Regions from separate parts of the Macaca mulatta genome. Here region 1 is linked to region 2. A link is a contact called in public Micro-C data. All regions are on one chromosome and are shown on one strand. The core of a region is the stretch at or near the end of the contact, and the rest is flanking DNA. Distances in the headings are between cores, read along the strand shown. Region 1 has its middle 23 kb from the start of OTOGL. Region 2 overlaps PPP1R12A (protein phosphatase 1 regulatory subunit 12A).

Region 1 (2,798 bases), core at 191-2,690, 290 kb after region 2:
CCTTCTGGGTTCAAGCGATTCCCGATTGCCCTGCCTCAGTCTCCCAAGTAGCTGGGATCACAAGTGTGCACCACCACGCCTGGCTAATTTTTGTATTTTTAATAGAGACAGTGTTTTGCCATGTTGGTCAGGCTGGTCTTGAACTCCTGATCTCAAGTGATCTGCTCACCTTGGCCTTCCAAAGTACTAGAATTATAAGTGTGAGCCCCTGCACCCAGCCAAATTAGTATTAATGTCATTGTGTTTCGATGTCCTCATCTGTAAAAAGGGATAATAATGGAGTTACTTCATAATCTTGTTTTGTTAATCATAATATAAAATTAAATGATGTGTATAAAACTTTTAGTTTACTGCCTAGCATATTAGTTTTCAGTAAATATTGTGATCTGCATTTTACACACGGGTCCTATGTGCTTACTGAAGATGGCTGTGTCTTAAAGTCTATATAGAAAGATGTAATAATTAGGATTGATTAATTGCTGCTTATTCTAATTTATTCACAAAATGATTTGAGGTGGCACTACCATAAGATACAACTATAAAAATATAAGAACAAAGGGACAAATAGGGAGAGTTAGATGACATCAAGAAGGTATAGAAACACAGGCCACTAAGGCTCAACACTGCACTTGCAAGTGGGCCATATATTCAGCACTGGGCTTTCAGGTAAGCATTTAGGGCTACTTCTTTCCAAAGTAGTCCTTTAAGTCATACCCTTCCTATATTTTTATCTTTTAACCCTTATATCTTGGCAACTTAGTCACATCTCACGCTCTCTGAAGGGAAAATGTGTTCAAGACCAAATTTGCTACGTTTGCTTCAAACAGTTGTGTTTTTCTTTCTTCCTAATTTTGGTTAAAGGCTCTACCATATGCCCAGGTCTCAGATGTGAAACTCTGGGTTTATCTTGGTCCCTTTCTCCCTCTATCAAGTCCGTTAAAGTCCATCTTTCCTACTTAGCTGTGTCTCTCCCATCAGGTGCCACCCTCCCTTTCTCTCTGTCATACCTCTGGTTTAGATCTTCATCACTTCCTGGATGTCTCTTGTATTATTTTTCTATCCATGTTTCCCTCTGCTCTTTGGTCTCTCTGTTTTAATCTCTCCAATACATCCCTAACACATGTATCTTCCCCAGACAGAGTTCTAATCATATGATTCACTTGTTGAAAAACTTTGAGAGGCTCCCCACTGCATTTCAAATAAAGAATAAATGCCTACTCATCAAGGAACCCTCACAATCTCATCCATTCTTTATTTTCAGACGTATCGCTCACGACTCCCAAACACATGACAGTGTTTTAACTGCTCTCCCCAACTGTTCTCTCCTTTCCTGTTCCTGCTTGTTTGGGGCGGTCTTATTAATCTGTGTTATCCCATGTAATAGAGTACAGTGCCTTGCTTAAGAGTTCAATTAAAAACTGTTTGAAGTTTTGCTTCCTGTGAATTCAAAACCCATGGAGTGCTGCCCTCTTTTGGCTAAGATAGCACAGAGTCCAAAGCACCACATAGGAAATGATGCAGAATGACTCATCTTTTCCTTTTGGTTAGAATCCTCATGGAAACAAACAAGGCAGGGTGAAATGATTCCATCCTCTTTTCTCATATTATCTAGCTTCAAAGATTGTTTGTTTATGGAGATAGAAAGAAGATAAAATTCTGTATAGAAAACTTGGAACTCAACTAATTCAAATAATATATTATGTGTAAACTCAGAGCTGGGGCAAAGCCAGTAGTTACTTTGAACACATCCACAGCTCCAGGAATCTTCAGGCCTCAACATGGACTTTTATATAAGAGGTAAGGGATGAGAAAACAACAGCATTCCCTAAAGGCCTCTTCACATCAAGAACAGCTTCCTGATTTAGGGACGATTTAGGCAAGTGGCCAGGTTGTTTTTTTTTATACTGATACTTAGTATTTGGTGAAGTAAGAAAAATGGGGCCTGGCCTAGGAGGTAAAGTTTACTTCTGCAGACGTTCCTGGGGCCAATTTGTGGCCATGCCTGAGCCAGTCCTGAAGATCCAGCAGAAGTATGGAGGAAGGATGACTCAAAGCCCAGGAAGAGTAATACATTTTTAAGAAAGGATGCTGGCTAACATGGTGAAACCACGTCTCTACTAAAAGTACACACACAAAAAAATTAGCCAGACATGGTGGCTCGTGCCTGTAGTCCCAACTACTCGGGAGGCTGAGGCAGGAGAATGGCGTGAATTCAGGAGGTGGAGCTTCCAGTGAGCTGAGATGGCGCCACTGCACTCCAGCCTCGGCAACAGTGCAAGACTGCGTCTCAAAAAAAAAAAAAAATGGGATGACAGGATGAGAGATGCACAGAAAAAGCTTCCAAGTGGATGCCATCTCCTGATTTTAATATGAATATTCTGGGGTTGTTAATTTTAGAAAGTTATAACTATGTCTTTATTAAGAATCACATTGAACACCTTATACTTAGTGAGGATAAGTATAAAGACAATGAATAGTAAATACGTATGCATTATAAATAACCGGAAAGCTCAATTAAGACAGGCCTTGAGCTTTATCTCAAATGTCAATAAAACCAGACTTCCTTGGATCTGAAAGGGACAGTCATTCTAAAACTGAAACTCAGTGGGTGACAGGATGCCCACACCTCTTGGAGGAGGACAGAAAGATTTGTGGGCTGGTGTCGGATACAAGCTTGGCACCATCTTTGATTAGGAGCTAATGTTAGCAGAAAGATCAGATGTCAGTCATGACCAGAGTTGTTTTCTACTATCTTGAGAAGGTCACCGGATTGCTGCCCCTTCTTTTTTGAAACCTGA
Region 2 (3,024 bases), core at 480-2,979:
TTACTGAGTGTCCGCTATAGCCAGACACTATGCTGGCTGGTAGGAATACAATGGTTAAGTATACAGACCAGATATCTGAATTCATACAGCTTAGAGTCCAGTAGCAAGACACGTAACTAAACACACAACAACAAAAAAAGCTATGATAAACGCTACGAATTTAACTATAGTACTTAACCAATATTTAGGGGAGAGGAGAAATCAAAATCTCTGAAGGTGGTGCCCAGAAATTTCCTCTTTAAAGAAGTTGCCCATCTAACTTGTAAAATACATTAGGTTGTGAACTACTGATACCCACAGTAACCAAAACTAGAGGAATAAATAACATGGCACAAGCAGCATATATAAAATGTGATCAGAGAAGCTATGTCAGAACCCAGAGGGCATGAGTATTTAACAAAGTGGAAACAACAGAGGGTTGAGAAGCAGTAGCTTGAAAAGGCAGGAGGGAAAGAAAGAAAGTAAATGTAGTTACATAGAAGCAAGGGGAAAATGGAAAATAGAATTATAAGGAGTTAAGTACTTCCTAGTAAAAATGGCAGAGTGAAGCCACATTTTACAGAATCTATCTCCTAAATAAACACTAACCCTTACTTACATAACACTTTGATATGTGCCAGGGAACGGTTCCAGGTAGTTTACATATACTAATTCATTTAATCTTCACAACAACCCAGTATGTAAGAACTATTACGACCATTTAACAGATGATAACTGGCAAAATTCAGGTTTTAATCCAGCAGTCTGGTTTCAGCATCTGTGCCCCTAACCAATAGGCTACACACAACTAAACAACAGCAGCAAAAGGTAAAATAACACCCCAAAACAATTTGGTCCTATCTATCAAAATTTCAAATGCACATATTCCTTGACACTGCAATTTCATTCTAGGAATTTATTCTGTAGATACAATCACGCATGTGCAAAATGCCATGTACAGAATTATTTGCTAAGTTCTGGTAAGCGTAAAACTGGAAAGAATTTAAATGTCCATCAATAAAGAACTAGTTTATGGACTAACATGAAACATATTCCTGGATATTTTGCAAAGTGAAAAGAACAAATGTAAAACATGAGTCGTCTCTGATCATACTGTTGTTATATTTTGTGTGTGTATTTGTTCACATATTAAAAAGATGCAGAATAAACACTATGGCAACTGTGACAGAACATGTCCAGTTCAACCGAAGGCCCTATAAGGTAGTAGGAAATAGAGCCCTAGTAAATGAATGTCACAGCAAGGAATGGCCTACATCGTAATATGTAGGAGAGGAAGCTGATGGGCTCTCCCTTTGCTTCTTTCTCCACCAGCCTAGTGATAGAAAAGACAACAAAAGCGAGCCACAACGACCACCAACACATGAGGTAGGGAGACACTGACTAGGAAATAGTATCTCCCACATCCCTGTATCTTTATCTGGTTTACAACATTTGTACTGTTTGCTTGCTATTTTGATACAGTTCTGTACTGGGTCTAAACTTTTCTTGCCAATCCTTAACTACAAATCAGCCCTCTGTAGTCTAACCTAATTCAGCAACTATGAACAACACATACTACAGGAAGAAAAAATAAAAAAGAAATGGGGGTTGGGGGTTAATGTGTCTTGGTCTGTTTGTGCTGCTATTATTTTTAAAATATCATAAACTGGGTGACTTATAAGCAGCAAACATTTATTTCATAATTTTGGAGTCAGAAGTCCAAGATCAAGGCACTGGCAGATTCCATGTCCAGTGAAGGTCTGCTTGCTGACTCATACATGTATACTCATGTGGTGGAAGGGAAAGCAGCTCCCTTGGGCTTCTTTTATAAGAGCACTAATTTCAATTTAAAAGGGTTCTGCCCTCATGACAACCATCTCCCAAAGGTCCCATCTTCTAATACCATCACCTTGGGGTAAGGATTCCAAGATATGAATTTTTAGGCATGACAGAAATATTCAGACCATAGCAGTGTATCAGCATGTAAAACTTCAGATAGAGACAGCAGTGTGAAAGAGGACATAACTTGACAAACCAAAGGAAATGCCCTACGTTTTGGGGCTGCTTAACAACACTGAAAAAATAAGAGATCATAGGTGGATGATAAATCTTATTTAACAATAAAATCCAGTCAAAAGAACAAAATAAACTCAGAATTCAAAACAGGATGGTTGAAAAACTCATACAAAGTAAATTAGACAGGATTTAAATATCATACATTCTAATAAGGTAGAAATAGTAACATGGCTAACAAAATGAGATGAAGACTAAAACGGATGAGTGCTGACTTCCTCATCTTCCCCAGTAAGCAACCAATTCAGTATGTCTAAAACTGAAATGTAGTTAAAAATTATCGTACACAAAAATATCCACTGAAATGTTTTCAGACCTATCTTCTAAATCTTAAAGAAATCTTTAAGAAAATACTCTCTCTAGTTGTAAAGAAAAATTTATCTAAAATTTAATCATTACTTCAGTCTTTTAACATTTTTTAATTAAAATAAGCATATGTAATATGCATCCTTTTTAACAAAAGTATATCAAAGGATTTGTATAAAGAGATTCTGAAGATGCTTTCTAATTAAATTATGGTTAGTTATGGACAATCAACATTCATTGAACAACTTACTTTTTAGCATAAAGTACGGAGGCCTAGCTCAAAACTTTTTTAAAAGAGAGCCAAACCTTGCCTGCAATAAACTCATAGGCCATCAGACATAAGCCAACACATAAATTTCTAATATTAACTCTCTAATCTCAAATTCTCCTTACTCCAGTATACATGGATAACTTCAGAAACCTCAAGAATACATACACACACACACACACACACACACACACACACACACTCTCTCTCTCTCTCTCTCTCTCTCTCTCTCTCTCTCTCTAATTGAGAAAAAGGGGAAAGGTCTTGGAAGAGAAGGGAAATTTTTCTTGACATGCCATGACATGGAAAGAAAAAAAAAGTTGGAGGGCAGGGGGGGAACTACATTCCTGGATCCTTTTCAGAAAGGAAAGAGCAAAGATATGTCTAAGACAGACTGA

What was found. A called contact is a pair of places that touch in the nucleus more often than the background predicts.
Region 1: a contact with region 2 is called in a Micro-C map of CD4 T cells, with 13 times the contacts expected there. The contact joins two enhancer-like sites. A contact is called at or near these places in 5 of 14 Hi-C or Micro-C datasets (CD4 T cells, blood, cortical neurons and 2 more).

The regions. Positions count from the first base shown.
Region 1 is chr11:87,324,146-87,326,943 of T2T-MMU8v2.0, forward strand. No RefSeq gene overlaps it. Among named protein-coding and RNA genes, the nearest start is that of OTOGL, 23 kb to the right of the region's middle. Within about 2 kb of position 1,441, at least 8 of the 40 cell types and tissues checked have an H3K27ac peak or open chromatin away from gene starts, as enhancers often do.
Region 2 is chr11:87,038,507-87,041,530 of T2T-MMU8v2.0, forward strand. All of the region lies in intron 1 of PPP1R12A (protein phosphatase 1 regulatory subunit 12A), which reads right to left. Among named protein-coding and RNA genes, the nearest start is that of PPP1R12A, 46 kb to the right of the region's middle. Within about 2 kb of position 1,730, at least 2 of the 40 cell types and tissues checked have an H3K27ac peak or open chromatin away from gene starts, as enhancers often do.